2 separate regions of the Pan troglodytes genome follow, and region 2 is linked to region 1. The links are chromatin contacts, called in public Hi-C maps. All regions are on one chromosome and are shown on one strand. The core of a region is the stretch at or near the end of the contact, and the rest is flanking DNA. Distances in the headings are between cores, read along the strand shown.

Region 1 (5,979 bases), core at 2,007-4,506:
TGTTCTTATCTGCTCATTGGGCTTAGAATCAGAGACTATGAAAGCTAGAAGAGACCTCAGATATCAATCTTCACATTTTTATCATAAAAAAGAGGTGAGGGCCGGACATGGTGGCTCACACCTGTAATCCCTGCACTTTGGGAGGCTGAGGCAAGCAGATCACCTGAGGTCAGGAGTTCAAGACCAGCCTGACCAACATGGAGAAACCCCGTATCTACTAAAAATACAAAATTAGCTAGGCGTGGTGGTGGGCGCCTGTAATCCCAGCTACTAAGGAGGCTGAGGCAGGAGAATCACTTGAACCCAAGAGGCAGAGGTTGTGGTGAGCCGAGATTGAGCCATTGCACTCCAGCCTGAGCAATGGGAGCGAAACTCTGTCTAAAAAAAAAAAAAAAAAGAAGTGAGAAGTCTATGCAGGTCCAGAGAGGGAACAGAACTTGCTCGAGATCACACACCTTAGCTGTGCCAAAACCATGCTCAAAACCCAGGTCTTTTGGCTACTCCAGGCTCAGCGATCCTTGACGTATCTCACAGGACTGTCCCAGGGATCAGGAGGTGGAAGAGAGGAAAGTGGTGTGAAAGTAAGGACCCCACGCAGTGGGAGGACTTCCTGTCTGGGCTGTGCTGCTCATGAGGTCCTGGGCTGCAGGCCTGGGGGGTCAGCCTCCAGAGTCTCCTTACCTGCCCTGCTTGCCTCATAGGGCCCTGGGGAGGAGGGGGCTTGTGAAAGTGCCTTGAGAAGCAAAACCTTTCAAGCTATTCTACCGGCCAGCTGTGTGCTCACTCCTGCCTCTGTCTCCCCAAATCCCCACTTGTGCCCTTTCTCCCAGGAGCCTGAGGATGCTGCTGAGCCCAGCCAGTTACACAAGCCTCGGTCAGCATCATCAACAGCCACTTCTCCATTTGCTTTCTGAATTATTTAGCCCTCCTCTTCCCAGCCCACCCCTAGACCTTTTACCACATTAAACCTTCAAATAGGCCTGAACCTTGGCTTGGGAAACAACATTTCCTTACTGTCCCTGCCATAATGTTTTGGAGAGGGCACATCTCCCTATAGATTGGTTTTCCTCTTCACCATGCCTGGTGGTAATTGACAGTGCCTGGGTCCTAATGAGGGAACAGGCCCAGCCAGGGTGAGGCAGAGGCCCTGCCCTCTGCTAGTCCCTGGTTTGAGGTCCTGGCTATGGGTTCTCCCATCTATTCTTGCTGAGCACTTGCCAAATATTTAATGTCCTTCATCCAGCAAGCCAGTGGAAGCTCTGGGGCTGGACGGCTCCCGAGGTCATTTTATCCCTTCCTCTGCTTTCAGGCTGATGCACATCTCATCCAGGGTTGACAGATGGCGGCCTCTTCCCTGAGGCTGAGGCTTTCCTGCCCTCGCCCCTAGCTCCAGCCCACATAAGACCTGGAGAGACTTTTGTGTGGACTACCTGAAAGGCTCTGGTTGTTGTAGATGCCCCAGAGGAACAGCCCAGGGAGAGAGGGGGGGGGCCTCTTATGGGGTAGGTATGGAGTTGTCAGGGGAGGAAAAGTCTTTGGCTGCCACGACAAGAGGATGAAGCATTCTGCTGTGTGGGGCTCAGGAGAGTCCACCTGAGACTAAGGAAGTCCTGCTGGCTTTTTTTTTTTTGAAACAGAGTCTTGCTTTGTCACCCAGGCTGGAGTGCAGTGGAACCATCTCAGCTCACTGCAACCTCTGCCTCGGGGTTCAAGCGATTCTCAGCCTCCCAAGTAGCTGGGATTATAGGTGCTCGCCACTGAGCCTGGCTAATTTTTTGTATTTTTAGTAGAGATGGGGTTTCACCATGTTGGCCAGGCTCATCTCTAACTCCTGACCTCAGGTGATCCGCCCACTTCGGCCTCCCAAAGTGCTGGGATTACAGGTGTGAGCCACGGTGCCCTGCCCCTGCCTGCTTCTTTGTGTCTCATTTGTACTCATTTGTCTGTCTGTGGGTCCTATAGCCTGAACCAGCCCACAGTCCTGCCCTCCTCTCCACTCCCTGCCTGTCCTGTGGGCCCTGCTTGGAGAAAGCTACAACCTGGCTCCACGGAGCCCCCAGAAGGGAGCACTCCTTCCCCTTCCTGGTGCCTACTCGTCTGGATCTTCTGGGCATCTCCCAGCCCTTCTGGCCCCTCACAATCTGGGTTTCCTGCCTGCAGTTCGCTAGTACTCTCTCTCTCTAAACGGCAATGGCCAACCTCAGCTGGTGTCACAGAGCATGTCTAATGTGGCTGGTGCCCACCTGGGCTTGCCCTTCCTTTCCCATCCTCAGAGCTGGAAGTGACCCTATGGAGTTGGCAGACACCCCCATCCCCTTTCACTCTCACCACCCTCAGCCTATATGTTCTTCCATGAATCTGACTCGAATCTCTTCTGACAATTTTTTTTTTTTTTTGAGACAGAGTTTCACTCTTGTCCCCCAAGCTGGAGTGCAGTGGCGCAATCTCAGCTCACTGCAACCTCTGCTCCTGGGTTCAAGCAATTCTCCTGCCTCAGCCTCCCGAGTAGCTGGGACTACGGGCACGTGCCACCATGCCCCGCTAATTTTTGTATCTTTAGTAGAGGTGGAGTTTCATCATGTCGGCCAGGATGGTCTCAAACTCCTGACCTCAAGTGATCCGCCCACCTCAGCCTCCCAAAGTGCTAGGATTACAGGCATGAGCCACCACGTCTGGCTGACAAAGTTTAAATCTGCATCCTTCTGGGTGCAGAAGCCCTTCCCAGGACACCTCCTCTGTCTGGTGAACTTGGACTCTCCTTCAAACTTTAGTGCAGAGGCCACTCTCTCAGAACCCCCCACATCCCCCAGCCTCTCAGAGCAGGACAGGATGGCCTGTCCAACACCCCCTCTCCCCAACCCTGCATCCTATCCTGTCCTTTGAAACACTTCCCAGGTATGTGAATTTACATGTGTTTCTGACTCCCTAGTTGGTCTGTTATCTCCAGGCAGGGCAGGAAAGTGTCTTCAGTGCTCACGGCCTTATCTCCTGTACCTGGTCTGGAGTCCAGTAGTCGTAACAAGTAGTAGGAGCTCAGTAAATATTTGTTGAATAAACAAATAATTCTCTGAGCCCTGGAGGAAGGGTGGGCAGTGTCTCCAATGGACTGTGACAGTTACCTTAGTAAAAATCTGGGGCTGGGGTCCAGAAACCTTGTGTGGCCCCCTCTGCATTCCTGTAGTCACAAGGTTGGGTGCTTAGTGAGCCTGGCTGGCCAGGCAGGGCAGGTGACTGGCGTGATGGGACAGTGCCATCTAGCTGCGGCTGGGCCAGAGCAACAACAGGGCCCGCGAGTTGGCTTGGTCAAAGCGATGTCATACAGGGAGTCCCTGGGCACTGCTAATTCCTTAGCAAGCAAGCAGCTAAGGGGTTGACACAACCTCAGCTTAATTGGTCTCCAACTTGAGGCCTAGGCTGCTATAAGGGGAGCTCAGGGTCAGGCTGGAGATGCCCTTGAAGGAGCCCCAGGTGGATACCAAACTTATCAAAAGCACCTGGAAATGACCCTACATGTGACCAGGCTACTTACAGAGGCGGTGTCCAGGTCACTGGGTATTGTCCTACTGTATGCTTGATGGCCCCATCATACAGGGGGCAGTACGGAACTCTGAATGCGGAACAAATGCATGTCCCCAGGACTGTTGAGGGTGCTGGGAGCCAGGCCCCTGCTGACATCCTCAGTCTAGACCTCATCTGTCAAGGGGGCAGAGACAGGGTCTACAGCATCCTGTCTTCCTCACAGCCTGGCATGAGCCTGGCAAGCACATAGACCCTTGCTCTGTGGCTCTGCCTGGCAGAAGCCGACCGGTGTGAGAAGAGCCTTCTAGCAGTTGGAGCTGTGTGGGCACCAAAAGGGCTGTTCTGTGAGAGGATGAGTCCCTGTCACTGTCAGTGCTCAGATCAAGGCGGCCTTAGCTGGGTCAAATGCTAAGCTGGGAGTGCTCTATTGGACTGGATTAGATGCCTTCTGATAGTCCCTTAACTTGACGATTGTATAAAATGTAAACTGCTCAATGCATATCCCTCCCATAGCACTTTAACACTGTTCACTGTAAATCTGTGTCACAAGCTAGGATCCTCAAGAAGCAAACTCTGAGACAGAGATAAGTGTTCAGGACATTTGTTAGGGAGTTCTCTTGGGATGATCCCTTGTGGAAGAGAGGGGCAACAGCAGTGAGATTGGACAGAGGGAGAAGTTGAGCTGCACTGCAGTCTGAACAACAGTCCCAGCTGACCCTGCAGGGAACTTGGGAGCTGGAATGACCTTCAGAGTTGTCTTAAACTGGGGAGAGCAGGCTGGGTGTTCATAGTATATATTGATCTGTCATTGGGTGCAGGCTGGCCTGGGCAGGTGGTGTGATCTAGGGCAGTCCTGGAAGGGGCTGGCTGCGCTCCCTGAGGGTGGGGAATGTGTCCTGCATTTCTGGAGGGGGTCTGCACACGGCAGCATCTGCCACTCTTCTGGTGCTGACATTTTAAGCAGCAGTGAGCAGTAAGGAAGGTCGTTTGGGGCAGTGAACCCTGTCCTGTGTTTCTCAATCCCTGCCCTTGAACAGCTCCCTAAGGGGCAATGACCAGAGTCCTAGTGGGGGTGCTCTGGCCCCTCCACATTCATTTTCTCTGCCTATTCTGAGAGGAGGTTCAGGCTGGAGGTCTGGTAGGGAGGTGGTGAGCACAGGAGGTGCACAAAGGGACAAAAGGCTCTTGCCTTAAATGCCCACAATTAGAAACAGCTCCTTTCTATTCCCACCATGCAAGGGCCCTAATTAAAATTTAAACTCATGTTTCCTTTTTTTCTTTTTAAAGTTTCCATGGTAGGTAATTAACTTTTCCTTTCTGCGAGTGAGCAATTAATTAATGCTCTGTTCATGAGGACGGCGATCAGAGCACTGCGACTTGCCTGGGAGTTTGTTTCTTTCATTTATTTCCACTTTCCAAAAGAACTGGCTTGGTGCAAGTGGGGGCAGAGAAAGGAAAGAAGCTCTGCCGACATCTGTTGTGTGCAGCAGGGTGCTGACAAAGTCCTTACAACATGAAATCCTTACCATGAGAAGGGCATACAGGGTCTTCCCTGGACCAACAGAAGCAGCCGGGTGCAAAAGCGTTCCCGTCTAAGTGAGCCTTCCTCAGGAGGGCCAGCTGAATACTTCCCCGGGGAACAAAAGCACCTGTGGCTGAACTGCACGGGCATCATGGGTGTGAGGGCCCTCCCACTGCCAGCCTCTGTGCCTTCCTCTCCCAGGCCCCTGGGTTCACCTCCTGGCCACACAAGCCTCAGGGAGAGGATACGGATTAACAGTGTTTGTACAAATTGCAGGGACAAGGGAACGTTTCCCCTTCGTCCTTTGAAGTTTTGCTGAAAATCACTGACAAGAGGCAGATTAGTGGGAGAAAAAGTAGACAAACAGATTTAATGTGTACATGGCAGCCTTCAGAATAAAAACCCAGAAGATACAGGGGAAATTGTCCATTTTTATGCTGGGGTTCAACAAAGTATGGACAGCTATGTAGAAATGTGACTGGACAGGCTGGGCACGGTGGCTCACACCTGTAATCCCAGCACTTTGGGAGGCCAGGTTGGTGGATCACCTGAGGTCAGGAGTTCAAGACTGGGCCTGACCAACATGGAGAAACCCTGTCTCTACTAAAAATACGAAATTAGCTGGGCATGGTGGCGCATGCCTGCAATCTCAGCTACTACAGAGGCTGAGGCAGGAGAATCCCTTGAACCTGGGAGGCGGAGGTGGCAGTGAGCCGAGATCGTGCCATTGCACTCCAGCCTGGGAAACAAGAGCTAAACTCCATCTCAAAAAAAAAAATAAAAAAAAAAAGCCAGGCTCAGTAGCTCATTCCTGTAAGCCCAGCACTTTGGGAGGCCGAGGCAGGCAGATCACCTGAGGTCAGGAGTTTGAGACCAGCCTGACCAACATGGAGAAACCCCATCTCTACTAAAAATACAACATTAGCCGGGTGTGGTGG
Region 2 (6,362 bases), core at 3,304-5,803, 81 kb before region 1:
GGCAGGGGGTCCGCTTCTTTGCCAGGCCAGCACGAGTTGGCAGGCTGAAGGGCATCTAAATGGGACCCTCCTCTACCCCGGGCGTCCCCCTCCCCGCTCCTGGGGAAGCTGGCGGCCTCCTGGTGTCGCGGGCTATTTCTGGGTGTGGAGGGGGAGGGGAACTACGGTAAGAGGGACAGGGAACTGGGGCGCTGGAGCCGGGAAGCGGGTGAGCGAGTCTTCCCAACCGCTATGTCCCCTATTAAAAAGAACCCCGCTCCTTCGTGAAACCCCTTTTCCCTTAGCCTTTAAGCTGCCGGGCCGCGACTGGGAACTGGCCAACTCATCCTTCGCGGGGCTCTCCGCCCTCCGGGCTCTGGGGCAGAACAGGGTCCTGAGGCGGCGTGGGCGAGGGCAGTCAATGAGCGGGAAGGACCTGAAGAAGGTGACACAGGCTGCGCCCCACTGGAAAGTGGGTTGGGAGGGTGTGCGGCCCGAAGACCAGAGGATAGCAAAGGTCCACGGAAAAGGGAGCTCCTGGCCCGGACGCGGCGTGGGGAACGCGTCCTAGCGCCGGGGATGCGGAGCTGGGGAGAGGGGTGGGAGCCCTATCCTGGTTTGGGTGCCCCAGGGGGCGCTCACTCGGCGTAGCCTGTGCTCCAGGGCAGGCGGCGGCCCGTGTCCGGGGGGCTTTGCACAGCCCGGCCCGCGTGGTCATCGGCGCGTCGCAGCCCCCCGGGGCTCAGCTGCAGAAAGGTCGGTCTGGAGAAGCTCGCTCGAGCCTCAACAGCCTTCGCGGGCGTCGCGCTCCCGCTCCCAGCCTTCGCGGGAGGGCTCCTGGGCGCTTCTGGAGCGGCGGCGGGCGGCGCCGAGGCGGCGTTGGGCAGGTCCGGGGATTTGGGGCGCGGAGGCGGAGCGCCCCCGGAGCTCACCAGGTGCGCCACGGCCGAGCGCACCCGGTTTAGCATGCTGCCTCCCTGCCCCGCCCTCGGCCGCGGCCCCGCCCCCGCCCAGGCCCCGCCCCCAGGGCTCCGCGTGGGCGGTGCTCGCGCCAGCCGGCCCTTCCCTGCTACTGGCTCCCGGCCAGCTGGGCGGGTCCCGGGCGAAACTTGCCCTTGCTCTGGGCCACCCCAGGAACCGGCCCACGGGCCCCCGGCCTCTGCCCCGCCCCATTCCGGCTTGGCCCCGCCTCCGTTTCTTAGGGGTAGGTTCTGTTGCTGTGGGAAGGGGGCGGAGAGAAGGAAACCTTATTTCAGCCGTGCGCTAGATTAGACACAGCTAGAATGTCTCCATTGTGACGGGGGCTGAGGGACAAGGGGGTGCGGTCTCCTCGCTCTCGGTTCGGTGTGGCCAGCCAGCCCAGAGAGCCAATGGAGCTAATGACCTCAGAGCAAAACAGGCGCTTGGGAGCCGCTGGGTATGAGGCGCCAGGTGTGACACCACCTCTGGATGGGGCTGCTGGAGCGAGAGCGGGCGAGCTGGTACCGGGTGGGGTTGCGGGATTAATGACGCAGGCTGCAGCCGACCACCCCGGAATCAGGAGCCGGGGTAGATTCCTGGGCTCCTGATGCGCTGTTCCCCATGAAGACCACCTCTAGATCTGGTAGAGCGGTTGCTACTCCCACCCTCCTTTCTCTCTCAGAACCCAGGTCTTTCCCACAATGTAGACCTTCCCTGACCACAGCAGGACAAGCTATTAATAGGATAATAACAACATAACAAATACTATTTATTGAAGAAGTACTGCATACTAGACCCTTTACAAAGCACGTTCCATACAGTATTAGGTTATTTATACTGCACACCAATCCTTCAAGATGGTTTTTTTTCTATCAGTTTCACGGATGAGGCAGGACTGGACGCTTCCTGTCATTTTACCGTGACTTGCCCCAAGAGGTCACACGGTCAAGTGAAAGATTCACACCTATGTCGGCCTCCTGACATTCAAACCTGCTCTGTCTTAAGAACCAAGCTTACTTCTCCGGATCAGGGAGGAAGGGCTAGAAAGGAGATCAATGGCAGAGAGAGGAGTGGGGGTTCCTCCCCTCCCATCCTTCTCTTAGGGCCAGGGCTGAGAGCAGTCCGGGAATGCTGAGCAAGTTCTGTGTCTACCGCCAGGGAGAGACAGAGGCCAGGCTAAGCCCTTGCCTAAGAAGAGTAAAAGCTCACTCACTGGAAGACCAGGACAGAGCCCAATGCCTGGTTGGCTGCCCGTTCTTCCTAACTTCTCCCCTCTGGGAGAGGGTGGTACTGACCTGATGCCACAAGAGCTCTGTCTCTAAACCTCCTATCAGAAAGTTGATCGCTAGGTATCCACAGACACCACCCATCCACACATCTCAAATGGGGACAAGGCCGTTGTGGCCCTCAAGCAAGTTGGAGGTAGCCATCAGGGACTACGGCACCCAGTTCACGGCTGGAACTTTTCTGGGCTCTGTCGGCCAGGTGCTTCCTGACCACATACCACTTTGTTCCCCAGGCTAAACTGTGTCCCCAGAAGGGATGACTTTCTTGGCAGCTTCCAAATAAAGATCCCACAGTGGTCATTCAGTTTGGTAGACTTACTATGCCTGCTTTGTTACACCTGAGCTTTAGGCAGAGAGAGACAGAGGAAAAGAAGTCACAGGAGAGAAAAAAAACAGACCCCAAGGCAAATAGAGCAGCAAAAGAAGACGGGGACAAAGAACAGGCTGCTTCTATAGGTTTTCCCCTGCTATTTGAGAAAAACTGGAACCAACTCTCAGATAAATAACAGCAGCAGCAAGCCAGCAACTGAAGAAACAAATATAACTCCTGGTTGTTTTTATTATTCAGTGTTTCTGGGGCAGTTTACTTACCACTTCTTCGTGTCACCCAGCTCCCTATTCCCTGCCCTTTCTAGCACCCACCATGGTGTGGCTGCAAGCTGTCCGCAAAGCTAAGCCAAGAGACCCCCCCCAGCCCCAGCACCAGATGATCAGCAGGGAGGATAACAGCTCCCTGGGGCTCCAGAACAGCCCCCAGCCATGGCCTAATCCTAAGGCTCCTCCTCCCTGAACCTCTCACCTCCTATTCCTGGCACCATTATGCCTCCTCCATCCTCAGACTGCCCCAGAACCTGGTGAGGTCATCACCTCTACTCATCCCTGAGGCAGCGGAAAGTGAGAGAGAAAAGGGGGTGGGGTATGAAGAAGCAGACTTGTGGGATGTTTTTCTCTGTGAAGAGTGAGACTCTGCTTAGTGGCTGGCCCTGCTGGGGGAGTGTGAAGCTTGAGCCAAGGAGGGGGACTGGACAGCCTCAAGACAGGCCCCTTTATCTCAGGCCACAGTGGTGGCTCAGGGCCCAGAACTGGTCATCTTCTGCCTTGTCTCTCCCCTTCACATCACCCTAAACCCAAAGGCCTCTTAAACTAAGAGGAAAGTCCCTTCAAATTCACAGAACACCACTTCCTCTCATTTGTCTAATACATTCGCATCCAAAACAGATCTCTGTAAAGAATTATTCAGTTGCAATTAATTACATTACAATTTTTCTGATAAAGAAACTGGGTCTCAGGCCAGGAGTGGCGGCTCACACCTGTAATCCCAGCACTTTGAGAGGCCATGGTGGATGGATCAGTTGAGTCCAGGAGTTCAAGACCAGCTTGGGCAACATAGCAAAACCCTGTCTCTACAAAAAATACAGAAAATTAACCCTGGCTTGGTAGTGCACTACAGACTACCCCTATAGTCCCAGCTACTCAGGTGGCTGACATGGGAGGATCATTTGATCCCAGGAGGTGGAGATTACAATGAACCAAGATCTGGGTGACAGAGTGATGAGATCCTGTCCCCAAAAAATAAATAAATAAAAAAGAAAAGAAAAAGAATGAAAGAAAGAGAAGGAAGGAAGGAAGAAAGAAAGAGAAACAAGAAACTAGGTCTCAGAATTTGGTTCCCATGTTGGTATTCACACTTAACTTCCATAGGGACCATTCGTAGCCTACTACTGTCCTCCTGCCTAATGCCCACACCCTCATACTTCCTCTAGCCCTCCCAGCCCCTGAGAGCACCACTCCTGGGAGAGGAAGAGACATTTACTATTCCCTCCTAAATATCATTCTAGAAGAGTGCTGCTGAACAGAACTTTGTGCACTGACGGGAATGTTCTACATCTGCTCTGTCCAATACAGCAGTCCCTATCTTCGTGTGGCTATTGAGCATTTGAAATATGGTGCCTACTAATGAGGAACTGAATTTTAAGTTTTGTTTAATTAATTTAGATTTAAATTTAAATATCAACATGCCACTAGTGGCTACCGTATTGGACAATGCAGTTCTGCAATCTTCAAAGCTCAAAAACCCTGAGGGTCTAGTCAATCACTCGTCACTCCCAGCTCCTTTCCCCCCAGCACCTCCACCTCCCCTGAGCCAGGGCACTGGGGGCCACAAGACCTTCAGGGTTTTGAGGGACCTCCTCTGAGTTGCCACCACGGAGGTGTCCATCCTCACTGAACCTGCGGGGGCCGGATGTCCTCTCTCCCTTCCTCTTGCCCTCGGCCGCCAGGGGCCGCTGCGTCTCGGCTGTGCCCATCCGTTCAGCCGAGCGCCTGGCACTGTCCCGAAGGAGGCGGCGGCGCCCACGCGGGGCTGGAGGAGCGGGGGTAGCCCGGGGCGAGGCGGCGGTTGCTGCGGCGGCTGCGCGCTCCCCGGCCTGCCGGCAGGAACCTTGGAAAAAACCCGGCTGAGTTCTGCAGAGCTGGCGGGGCCGGGCCCAGAGCTCCCCTGTGCCCAGAGCCCGGCCCGCCCTGCGGATGATGCCAACCTGACCAGAACCCCGCTGTCCCGGGGGCGCAGCAACTTGGTGAAGGGGACAGGTCTCCGGACTAGACAGCACCCAAGCTGGCCGCTCCCTCCCAAAGTCTGTCTTTCGGAGTGCTGGTCCCTGGCTCAGTGGCAAGGAAGACTTCAGGGCAGCAGATCGAACCAGTGGGCACCACCGTGGACCAGGTAGGTCCCAGGTGTGGGGGCTCAGAATGTGGAGGAATGAGTAGGCGTTAGGGGGGTTTGTGGGGAGAGAAGGTGAAGAAAGGTTGAAGATTCTTGTGGTTCACATCCTCAAACCCTTGTAATGCAGGCTGCTAACTCAGCCTCACTAAACCCCTGGATTGGGATTTAGGAAAAATAGGCTAGGAAATTGAGGCAGGAGCATGGAAGTCGAAAAACACATCCCAGAAGCTTCTATGTCCAGCTGTTTCAGGGAGGGAGGGAATAGAATGCCAGGGATGAGAGCCCAAATGAACACCCCCACCCCTCTGCTCCCCACCCCACCAAGGTCTTTTGGGCTTTGGGGTTCCTAGGAGAGATGCCTGAGTTGGATTGGAGGATGTTGCAGCTCAGAGTGAAATAGGATCACCTGAGAGAAGACAAAGCTGCATTTGTGATGGTCAAAAGGAGGGTTCCTGGAGGGCAGGGAGAAGAGATCTCTACTCAGGAAAGAGGCACATCTAGAAGAGTGGGAAGCTCAGCCCAGGGAGCACACCCATCCCCTGGGAACTGGCACCTCTTCCTCTGTGTTCCTCCAGATTCCCCTTATGCTCTCGCTCCTAGGAGCTAGGACTCAGGGGTCTCTGTCCTTCCGGGGCCCCACCATCCTATATGTTTCAGTTCTGCCTCCCTTTAGAGAGGTGAGGGAAGAGAGGTTCTTAGGGAGAAATGGAAAGCTATTGGAGGCTGTGGCCTTCAAAGGCTCAGGGACCTGGAGTGTCCCCATTCTAGCCCTCTGGTGTGGGAATGGGGGCAAGGGCTGCTAAGCCAAGCCAGCTCCATGTGAGTCCAGGAAGCAGGTGCCATAGTGGGTAGGAGGTGGAAGCAAAGAGGATCAGGGCCTCAGGTATCTTTCCCACGTGCCTCTTCCAGCAGGAATCTGTCAGGTTCTGCTCCTTCCTTGACCCTCAGCTCCTTCCCAAGGCCAGAGAGATGACAGCTGTGATTCTTAGACCCCTCCCTACCATCACCCTGCTTCACTCTTGGGATAGAGAAACTCCCTCAGGCCACCCTTCTCAGGCTCACCACCCTGTGTGATCCCAGAGTCTGCAAGGGCCCCTCCAGATTCCCAGGCCAGAAGAGACTGTCCCTGCCCTGGCACCTGAGAACAGCTTCAGAATTGGGCTGAACTTCAGTGCCCAGCCCACCCCCTTGCCCTCTCCCAGGTTCTCCTTCACCCCCTGCAGAGCCATCGGCTCCCTCTATCCTTTGCAACCCCCTATGAATCTTTCCTACTTGTCCAGGTGGAGTGAGTCTGAGGACAGCAGATGAACAGACAGAAACTGAAAGATCCCCAAAAAGGTAAGTGAGGAGACATTGAAGATGGGGAGTAGCGGGGGTGGACAGAGATCAAGTACCCTATCTGAGGAGCAACTGGG

What was found. A called contact is a pair of places that touch in the nucleus more often than the background predicts.
Region 2: a Hi-C map of induced pluripotent stem cells shows a contact between it and region 1, with 4 times the contacts expected there. The contact joins the promoter of TAFA3 here to the enhancer-like site in region 1. A contact is called at or near these places in 5 of 7 Hi-C or Micro-C datasets (blood, induced pluripotent stem cells, a lymphoblastoid cell line and 1 more) and 1 of 1 other capture datasets (stem cell-derived neural stem cells).

Annotation. Positions count from the first base shown.
Region 1 is chr1:118,389,653-118,395,631 of NHGRI_mPanTro3-v2.0_pri, reverse strand. No RefSeq gene overlaps it. Among named protein-coding and RNA genes, the nearest start is that of TAFA3, 81 kb to the left of the region's middle. Within about 2 kb of position 3,256, at least 2 of the 24 cell types and tissues checked have an H3K27ac peak or open chromatin away from gene starts, as enhancers often do. A contact at or near this core is called in induced pluripotent stem cells and stem cell-derived neural stem cells, where this site is marked.
Region 2 is chr1:118,471,665-118,478,026 of NHGRI_mPanTro3-v2.0_pri, reverse strand. TAFA3 (TAFA chemokine like family member 3) reads left to right here and starts at 4,553. Exons shown (of 6, transcript XM_001155198.5): 1 at 4,553-4,947; 2 at 6,228-6,285. PPM1J (protein phosphatase, Mg2+/Mn2+ dependent 1J) reads right to left here and starts at 981. Exons shown (of 10, transcript XM_009429244.4): 1 at 622-981. The coding sequence starts at 947.